Regions from separate parts of the Arabidopsis thaliana genome. Here region 2 is linked to region 1. A link is a contact called in public capture Hi-C data. All regions are on one chromosome and are shown on one strand. The core of a region is the stretch at or near the end of the contact, and the rest is flanking DNA. Distances in the headings are between cores, read along the strand shown. Region 1 holds the start of ACO2 (aconitase 2). Region 2 holds the start of FMO GS-OX2 (flavin-monooxygenase glucosinolate S-oxygenase 2).

The links. Capture Hi-C pulls out chosen DNA fragments and counts their contacts.
Region 2: a capture Hi-C map of root shows a contact between it and region 1, with 4 times the contacts expected there. A contact is called at or near these places in 1 of 26 Hi-C or Micro-C datasets (callus) and 3 of 3 other capture datasets (root, seedling and shoot).

The regions. Positions count from the first base shown.
Region 1 is chr1:23,078,598-23,084,150 of TAIR10.1, forward strand. ACO2 (aconitase 2) reads left to right here and starts at 3,439. Exons shown (of 4, transcript NM_104918.5): 1 at 3,439-3,856; 2 at 3,954-4,180; 3 at 4,657-4,990; 4 at 5,184-5,553. The coding sequence starts at 3,743. The coding sequence ends at 5,471.
Region 2 is chr1:23,148,450-23,154,002 of TAIR10.1, forward strand. FMO GS-OX2 (flavin-monooxygenase glucosinolate S-oxygenase 2) reads left to right here and starts at 3,196. Exons shown (of 7, transcript NM_104933.3): 1 at 3,196-3,964; 2 at 5,028-5,098; 3 at 5,539-5,553. The coding sequence starts at 3,421.

The DNA of each region.
Region 1 (5,553 bases), core at 2,189-4,688:
TGAAATCCGAAACTTTTTGTAAAAGCCGTCCAATCTTTTTTCCAACCCAAATTTTCTAACATAAAACTTTCTAGCAACCAAAATTCAAAATTAACTAACATGGGATTTTCTAATTGCATAGTAACCATTTGAAATGTTTAGTTGAGTAAATCTTCTTTTGTGTTAAAAAATATAGTAGTGTGGAGGACTTTCATCGATTAAAAACGTTAATAATTGTAATAGCATTCAAAGCACCAATAAGAATTATAAAATATTCACCCAACATAGAATGAAATATATGTATTGTAACTTTGCATCATATCTCTTTCATGTAAACCGAATATTTCGAAAAAGAAAAATTCCCATTATTCAATATTGCCCTCGTGATTTATAGATATACAAATAAACATATTTAACTTATATAAAAATGCTGAATCGTGACGTAAACGAATAAAAAATAAAAATCGAAAGCCATGAATGATGAAGTTCATGAACCTGATATATGTCCTCTTGTGATATAACCTAATTTGTATGATTTGATTTGTCGTACGCCATGCTTTCAACCACTCATAAGGATAACCAATTATAAGAATAACCAATTGACCAAAAACTTTGATTTCTCCAAGGGAATAAAGAAAGACATTTTGTAGATTACATTATATTTTATCCTCGATCTAGAAATAACGACTATATTTCTTATTTTTCCCAATCAAAAATTTCCTAATTTTCTATATTTGTTTCAATAACGTATCAAGGTAAAATCATTAATTAAAAAAAAATATGCTTCTCGTTTAACCAAAATACCATTCACATATACCCTTTAAAATTTTTAAATGATTAATTTCATGTAGAAATCATATAGACTGTAAATGGGTTCACGAAAAAAAAACTGGAAAACGATGAATATTGATAGAATGAATAAAAATGGTATTGATAGAATGAATAAAAATGAGAATGTAACAAAAAAGATACGTGAAATTTGCTAATCCCATGACACCGTGCTTGCACTCTTTTTAAGATCTAAAAACTTATATATTTCTTCTAACTAGTAGTAAAAAACTAACCCTTTTCTTAATACAACTTTTTTGCAATAATATATATCTTAACTGGTTTAAATCTTATGGTATAACAATTTGTCCCAAAAAAAAAAAAACTTATGGTATACAATTAAAAAACAGCTACTAATAGTCTAATACTTCTTGTTTTTTTCATCAGAAGCTACTAATACAAACCATTAAAGTTTTTTATTTATTTCTATCAATTATTTCTCGTGGTTTTTTGAATGGTCAAAGATCAAATTGTATTTAATAACGTCACAAAATAATCTGAGAAAAAACGAGAGAAATGGTTTGCGAAAGTTTCTATCAGACTAGAGCAAACTGAAAAGACAGAAAAACGAAAATAGGTTAGCAAGCAAATTGCCACTTAAAATATTTCATTAAATTAACAACTCAACAAGACCTTGTTCCGGCAAACACATACAGTGCGTCGGATTATAAAAACATAGTCGGCATTGGTAAAATACAAGTTAAATGCGTATTAAACATAAACACATAAGCTTTACTTTTAGTTTTATTGTAGTGAAGCAATAGTTTTGTTAAAACATTTTTCCAGGAAAATAAATCAAGAATGATGCGGCAATGCAAATCATCTATCTAGCATCAACACCTTTTTGACTTTTGGATTCATTTCTAAATTAACTAGTATAATTTATAATTTAGGATGATTTGTTTTATATTGAATTAAAATGGATACAGAATCTATGATCGAGTAGATTACAAAAAATGATTAAAAAAAGAAGAAGAATTAAGTTGAACAAAAAAAATTGAACCAAACTCGCATGAAATAGTGAATATACAGGGTATGATGGGAACCAAATATATATTTAAATTTTAAACTTACATCTATCTTAATTTTTGCTTCCCATGTTATCTTTTGGTACTCATATCATAGTTCATAGATTATGTGCGTACACACTACACATATGATTATGATTTATGAATACTGCATTAAACTGTTTCAAATGCACACTTTAATTTCTCTTTTTCTCCAACCAAACTTTAATCTAGATCTAAACATTATATATTCATAATCATGTGTACCCATTAGACAATTATTGGAAAATAAAAAATTATATCACGCGCATGAATGGAGTCTAAGATCGCCCAAGAGAAAAGTAGGTAGCAGCCACGACCGAAGTCTTTGTTCTCACTTTGGTTAACGTTTTTAAGACGATAGGGAGAGTGAGAAAGAGACATTGTGTTATTCAACAGTTTATTATGTAATATAAGCTTAATTGCAACTAGTAACTAACTAATAACATTTTACATTGTGTATACGTAACGACGGCTTATGGTTGTGATATTGTTTTGGATGAATTATTGAGTTAGAAAACAGGTTTTTTAATAAAGTGAAAAGAAAGAAGTAATATTTTATGGTTTTATACCATAATGCACTCTTTAAGTTGAGTAGGAATATTCGATAAATTTAATTCCAATATATAATTATTTGACTTGTATTCTTTAATTATGAAACATCAGATCAACGTAGAAAGTGTGAAGGAATTTTAAGATGAATTGATATATTAAAAGGTGGCGAATATTATCAAACAAGCCACCCTGTAAATTTGGTAGTTTATATCCCATATGCTTTCTATTTTTCTGAAACACTGATACATAATATCTCCTAAAAACAAATATATTAGAGAATTTTTTTGATAAAGGTTTCTTAGTTCTTACATCAATTCGAAAGATGATATACATGCTATCAATATCACCATGAATTATCCTTGATACTAGAAAATTGATGGCACACTTGATATAAGAACTTGTATTTTCAATATACATTTATTCTATACAAAAAAAAAAAAAAAATCCTAGAACAAGTGGGTAGAGAATCTCTAACAAGTAAGTTTCAATAAATATACAAGACAAAATAAATTATGTGATAAATGATAAAAAGAGACAAATTAAGCGAGTTTTATGGATCAACAGATGATTTGTCTGATAAAAATAAAATCTTTATACTGGAAATAATTCGGACGGTGTGCAAAGCCAAATCTAAAATACAAAAGAAGTAAAGTGTTACACATTTGAAAAGAATCCTAGAATGTTACATTATTGCAATTTTAAAAATTCCTTATAAAAAGGATATCAAGTAATTTTCGAAATCAGTATCCTGAAAATGGAAAATGTAAGTGATAGAACTAGTCTCCTTTTTAGGAAGGGTCTCTTCTCAAATTTGGTTATATGATTCAAACGATGGGCTCAACTAGTAAACTTTGTCATTCAGAGTTGTTTCGAAATACTTGAAATCTCTCATTATTGTTCTCTTTTTTCGTAAATTTTTCAAACTATTTCGAATAAAATAACCCCAAAAGGGAAGAGAAAAGAAACCAATTGAAGTGTATAAATAGAGACCCAAAAGGAAAATGCCAAATGAATCAATCTCTTAAAGAAAGGAGATGGTAGGGGTCCATCTATGATGTGCTCACATACATGCTCCACGAACTCTTGTTTCTTTTACTTTAACTTCTTCTTTTTTAACAATTTGAATGAAACATATTTATACATCTTATCTATGACTATGACTCGCACATATTTTCTCAGAATTTTATTTATTTTATTGAAAGCCAATCTCTCTCATTTGCGCCTATAAATAGCAACCCTCTCTCATTCTACAAGTCTCACATCAAAGCAATTAACAAATACACAACTTGTAACTTCAAATAGATTACTTTCAAAGAAGAGAGAGAGAAAGAAAGATGGAGAAGAACATGAAGTTTCCAGTAGTAGACTTGTCCAAGCTCAATGGGGAAGAGAGAGACCAAACCATGGCTCTAATCAATGAAGCTTGTGAGAATTGGGGCTTCTTTGAGGTACATACACAATATCTAACATATTATTGTTTGAAAAGATTTGACTATAGCTAGCTCTTAGTGGTAAGGTTGATCTTTTGTTAATTTCATTTTTCAGATAGTGAACCATGGATTACCACATGACTTAATGGACAAGATCGAGAAGATGACAAAGGACCATTACAAGACATGCCAAGAACAAAAGTTCAATGACATGCTCAAGTCCAAAGGTTTGGATAATCTTGAGACAGAAGTCGAAGATGTCGATTGGGAAAGCACTTTCTACGTTCGTCACCTCCCTCAATCCAATCTCAATGACATTTCAGATGTGTCTGATGAATACAGGTACATAATGTTTTTAGAAAAATACTATTTTAGATCGAATGTTATATTCATTTAGTGATAAATAATATTTATTTTCTTCTATGAAAAAAATTAGTCACCACACAAAAACTCCCCCTTAATCATAACATCTCTTAGGATACATGAATACCAATAAGGCCAGTTAATTATCACTTATTTGTAGGACCGAATTTAATTCTATTTTTCTTAAATAAATCTCAAATTGACTGTAAAAAAATTTCAGTTGTACACTCTACCTCTTTTACCTTTAATTATAAATATTTTCTTACTTTTTACTTTTTCTCACATGCATGAGTTTAAGAATTTCTGACTTTTTGTGATATTTATTGGTAAATATTTTATTGTTAAAACCCATTTAAAAATTATTATTTTACTTAAAAGTAACTTGAAACTTGCATAGTGAAGCATAATCATTTTCTTTTTTGGGAAATATTATGTAATATATTCTGATTTGGCAGGACGGCCATGAAAGACTTTGGTAAGAGACTGGAGAATCTTGCTGAGGATTTGTTGGATCTACTGTGTGAGAATCTAGGGTTAGAGAAAGGGTATTTGAAGAAAGTGTTTCATGGAACAAAAGGCCCAACCTTTGGGACAAAGGTGAGCAATTATCCACCATGTCCTAAACCAGAGATGATCAAAGGTCTTAGGGCCCACACTGATGCAGGAGGCATCATCTTGTTGTTTCAAGACGACAAGGTCAGTGGTCTCCAGCTTCTTAAAGATGGTGACTGGATTGATGTTCCTCCTCTCAACCACTCTATTGTCATCAATCTTGGTGACCAACTTGAGGTATGTCATGTTCACACCACATTTTCAAAATATCTTTTTGCTAACAAAACCAATGTGTTATGGTTTAGTCTCGGTTTGATGGAACTATAGGAAACGGTTAGTAAATGTTATAACCGAGTTAAACCGGAAGAACGACATGCAATCTTAATTGAGTATGATTCGGTACAGCTAAACCGATCTGAATTGTCTGTAGGTGATAACCAACGGGAAGTATAAGAGTGTGCTGCACCGTGTGGTGACTCAACAAGAAGGAAACAGGATGTCGGTTGCATCGTTTTACAACCCGGGAAGCGATGCGGAGATCTCACCAGCTACTTCGCTTGTCGAGAAAGATTCCGAGTACCCGAGTTTCGTCTTTGATGACTACATGAAGCTTTATGCAGGGGTCAAGTTTCAGCCCAAGGAGCCACGGTTCGCAGCAATGAAGAATGCTTCTGCAGTTACAGAACTGAATCCTACAGCAGCCGTAGAGACTTTCTAAAAATGGATTTGAGATTCAAGTGAAGCAGAGAAAGAAAGATGAGTTTGTGTTGTGTGTTATGGCAATAAGTTAAAACTTGTAT
Region 2 (5,553 bases), core at 1,946-4,445, 70 kb after region 1:
TTCGTTTCTATCCTTTTTATTTTTTTATAACTCAAAGACATACTTTCAAAAGAATATCAAAAACCATACAATAATTTTTCTATTTCCATCAATGGCATAAGCAAAACACTTTCTTATATTAAAACAAAAATATTTTAGATTCTAATATTTTTGTTTCCATTTTTTCTAGTTATCATTGTATATTCAATTGTTTTCTTTGTGTTCACAATGATTGTATATTTCCTTTTGTAATTTGACTCAGAGGAAATTTGAATTGTTTTTATGTTAGATTTGGAAATTTAGGTTGAGCGAGCAAGACTGCCAAAAACAATAAAAGCTGCCCAAAATAAAAATAAAAGAGCGAGCAAATGGTTATGGTAACAAAGAAATCTAATTACCAAAACAAATAGTAGATCTATGTAATCTATATAAGGCATGAAGTCAGGCCGGTTTATGGGCTCTGCCCACGGCACAAGGCCAAACTTTTTTCGTTTTATCAACTTCATTAGCTTATAAGGGCCTTCAATTTATATTTTAGTTTTGCAAAATAGGGTCCAAGGCCCATTTATATTGCTTGGAAAGAGTGAGAAACTGTTGCTAGTTATCTTTTGAGAGTTTGATTTTTTAACGTCTTTTATTATTTCTAAACAAGTTTTCATACCTAGCGTTGGGTGGTCCGGCTTGGTTGCATGAACGGATAGCAGTGGAAAGCCGTTCGAGTCGATGACGTCTAAAGTACAACTCTTGCATGGGATGAGCTTTTTCCGTTTTGTCTTTGGTTCTAATCTATTATGTTTTGCAGTCCGTTTTCTCTGTATTTCTGTTTTTTTTACTCTGTTTCTTTATTACTCTGTTTCATTTATTAAGACGTTAAGGAGAAAAAACAAGTTTTCAAACCAATTATACAAACATATCATCAAAATTATCAAAAATAATATAGAACGATAAAAGATAAAAACAAGTTTTGACTCTGCTTTTTTTCGAAAAGCCTTCCTCGCTATCGGTTTATCAAATTTGTTATTTTTCTTTTTCGTACTCGAACTCAAGCATGCGTTATCACATATAAAACCGACATTACTTTCGCGGATAACTCTTGTTTTTACTGCTCATGATGCTTTACTCGGTAGTCCAATCTTTGATCTATATGCTCTAGTTATTATACCCAAGGGTAAGGGATGCTTGATCGACTAATGTATCTTAAAAATGTTTCCTACATGATGACTTTTGAAGAATCCCTACAAGACCAAATTATTGATGTAGATTGATCACCTACACAAAGTTAATGTATAAGACTTTTGTAGGAACCATATATGGTTAAGATCTAAGACCATGTTATTGATGGTTTTTGTACCAAAAAACGTCAAAATCGTTTATTTTTGTAATTTTATCCTTCACGTCCAAAAAATACAGAATAATTATATGAAATCAATATATGTAAAGTTGTTAAAATAGGCTATATACAATACCGTATTATTTTTTTACTTCATATGATTTTGCATTTTTTCGACATGAATGGTAGTTGAAAAATTGTTGATTTTAAGATTGTTTTTTTTTTTGCATAAAACTCTATTATTGATGGATAAAGTCAGAATTTGATTTTTCTGGATTAGAAAAAATCAAGAAATTTACTAAAAAGAAAAAAGAAATTTACGGATGTCAAAAAAAAATAAAGGAAGAAATGTACAAGCTACAAACAAAAATCGGGTAGTTGTGTCACGTTTATTCTTCACTTGATTCTACAATGATTGAGATAAAGTTGCCGATTTTGCCGGGTAGCAAAACACGTGAATTATGCAAAGACTGAAATAACATGACTTGACGATTTAAATAGTAAGCTTATTAAATATTTCACTCAACCCACAAAACGCAATTAACCGAACGGTCCAAGCCTTCGTACTTTTAGGTGGCTATTCGTTGAAGAAGATAAATGAAAGAGAGGGTACGTGTCCATCCATTTGCGGTTAGGTCTGGGTCCATGGCCCGTCCCTTTCAAAATGCAATCAAGGTCCGTAAATCGGTAAATGTAATTAAGAAATTGTAATATCCAAGCTAAAACTTACTCTTTCCGTTTTAAAACGGGATATAAGTTGTTTTAGAGTTTTTCTTTTGAGTCAAAATATAGATGTTTTCATATCTTCATATAAAAGAAATATTAATTAAAAAGTTTTATCTAAAAGGTTTATAAAGAATTAAATGACTGTTTTTCTTCATTGGCTTTCACCGAGTATTTCTTATTAAAAATATATATTTGACTAAAAGCATAAATTTTATCAATCTCTGTCCTAACTTCCAAAACATCTTACATTTTGAAATGGATGAAATATTTTTCTTCCTTCTCTTTCTTCATTTGAGGTATATATGAATTTAATCACACATTTTAAATAATTAATGTTAAAATGATAAATCCTATGTTTTTCTATTATGAATTTTAAAACTAGAACTATTGAAGTATTGATTGTGGAAAATATTTTAATATCCAGTTATTGAAAATATTTTTAACAATGGTTTTTCAATATGGTTTCAAAATTCAAGATGATTTGGGAAAAGTTAAGTTTATTGATCACATGCACCAATATATATATACACTAATACACAATTATATATATTAATTTAAGCACTAAACTTACTAATCCTTATCTTAACATAAGATTTATCCCGTACCCACTCTAATTAATAAACATATATCTCCGAAAATTGTAGAACCATATAAAACTTTAACACTTCCTTTCAAGTTTGAGTATATATGTAAATCACAAACGCTCAACTTGGACAAGTAGCTAAAACAGGAACTTCTCAAGGCTATGTGGTTCGAACATTATATGTAATAATATTGAACCACATCTCTTATACTAAGATAATCCGCTTTGATATTTTTAGTTTTCTCATAGAACATTGGGTTAACAGCAATGTGCAATGCTGATTTCCTATCACAAAACATCAACATCGGATCACTATGCTTCACTACTCCTAGATCCGTCAAAAGTCTCTTACTATTTTAGTTCAAGCTGGCAGCCATGCCTATATACTCTATTTTGACGATTTGGTTTACACCGGTAACGGTTGTTGAATGAAGAAAATCAGATTTTAAATTCGATCATATTCTTTTATTAAGTTAAATTAGTTTGTGTATTGTTCTGACAACAAAACAATTTCAGCTAATTTTATAACAAAATAAATTGTGCTTTTTCGGATATTTCCCCTTCCATTTTTACAATAGAATGATCGAATATTTTTGTATGAAGTATATTGTTCTTACAACAAAGATGGTTTTTTTTTTGTTTTTGGTTAAAGTACGAAAATGATGATGATTAGCCATCTTGTTTCAGTTCTATTATATAAGCCCATTAATAGCACGGAACGACCTTTAACCAAAACACAGAGATCATACGACAGTCTCCTACCAAATAAAGAAAAATCCACCATACCATAAAGTTCAAATATATGGCACCAGCTCAAAACCCGATCAGTTCTCAACACGTGGTAGTCATCGGAGCCGGAGCAGCCGGTCTCGTAGCGGCTAGGGAGCTCAGTCGTGAAGGTCACACTGTTGTCGTATTAGAGCGGGAGAAAGAAGTAGGAGGTCTCTGGATCTATTCACCCAAAGCCGAATCCGACCCGCTTAGCCTTGACCCAACCCGTTCCATAGTCCACTCGAGCGTGTACGAGTCTCTCCGAACCAACCTCCCACGAGAATGTATGGGTTTCACGGACTTCCCTTTTGTGCCTCGTTTCGATGACGAGTCAAGAGACTCGAGACGGTATCCGAGCCACATGGAAGTTCTTGCGTACCTTCAAGACTTTGCTAGAGAGTTTAACCTAGAGGAGATGGTTCGGTTCGAGATCGAGGTGGTTCGGGTTGAACCGGTTAACGGGAAATGGAGGGTCTGGTCTAAAACCTCTGGCGGTGTTTCCCACGATGAGATCTTTGACGCCGTTGTTGTTTGCAGTGGACACTATACAGAACCAAACGTTGCTCATATTCCTGGTAAAGATCATTTTCTAACTACTTATTTTATTTTTAAAAAAATAACTTTGTTTTCTCACATATATTTATGTAACATTTTTTATAAAACTATGGATTGTAAAAGAACTAACAAAATAGCCATGGTGTCAGACCACACTCTCTTTCTTCACTTGCAATTACTTTTTTACCCATTTTTCGTATTTTATATATATTACATGGTATTTTTCAAAATCAAATAAAACACTTAGAATCATCTCATCTTTCTTTCTCCCATCACCACAACCACCACATCTTCCACCATCACAACCACCCGATCTCTTTTTCGATAAATCTAGGCTCTCAAACGTTATTTATATTGATAGATCATCTCTCCTTCAATTTGCAGAAGATTTGTCATTTTTTATTCGATTTTGATTCTTTCTTGGAATCTCCGTCGTTATGTTTTCTTTTTAAATTGTATGTTATTTTCTTTTATACGACGATACTTTTTTGAATTACACGTGATAACTAGAAATCTCTCTCTCCCAACATGCTACTTTTTCATATAACACATTATTTATTTAAATCACATGTAATTTCTTCTAAAAACATGATTTAAATGTTAAAACTTTCTTAAATCTATTATTTTATCTTCGTATAAGCTTGCTCCTGGTTCAACTTTTCAAATAAAACGATATTTGTTTATATAACATGCTATTTGTGTAAAATGTACGTTATAAAATGTCATATTTTTTATAAATATCGTGCTATTTTAACATGTTTCATGCGATTTGCTAAAAAACATCAAATATATCTACATAAGTCTGCTTTTGGTTCAACTTGCAAGGATAGTTTTGTATTTTCTTATGCCGTCATATAGTTATTTATCCGTAGAAAAACTGACAATTGTTAGTTACTTGATTCTTTTCAATTTTATAGTTAGTTTCTAATATTACCCTTATAAAAACCAGTTAGTGATTGAATCATTTGCCACTGCTGGATTTTAGATTACAATTTTCTAGATACATCGTCCGATCTTGATGAATAACTTAAGACTTCAATCTAACATATAATCTAAAACTATCAGAACTATCTATATCTTTAGGTATAAAATCGTGGCCAGGAAAGCAGATCCATAGCCACAACTACAGAGTTCCTGGGCCATTCGAAAACGAGGTAATTGTATTTTTTTTTAAAGATAGTAGTCCCTTTATACTTTCTATTATGAGTTTTTTTCTACTAGTTCTACCAAAAAAAGTCTCTTTCAATAATTTTTTTTTTGGGTAGAAAGTCTCATTCAATAATTAATAAGAATAAATAACATATTGTAGCAAGAAACGTGTTATAAAGACACGCATATATATTTTCCAAAAGTTTTGTAATTTGTATACTGAATTTGAATTCTCGATTTGATATCTATGAATTTAGCTGGAAAAAAGAAGATCGGAGGAATTTAGCTGGAACATGCAAGAGATGTTCATAATCGTCCATCAAACAACATTTTATTATTAGAAATGTTAGAGATAATTCATATCATATTTAGGTTCATGTATGATCCGATTTTTTAACAAAAAAAAAAAAAAAAGAGAAGCATTTTTGTGTTGGTGCTTTGGCAGGTGGTGGTGGTCATC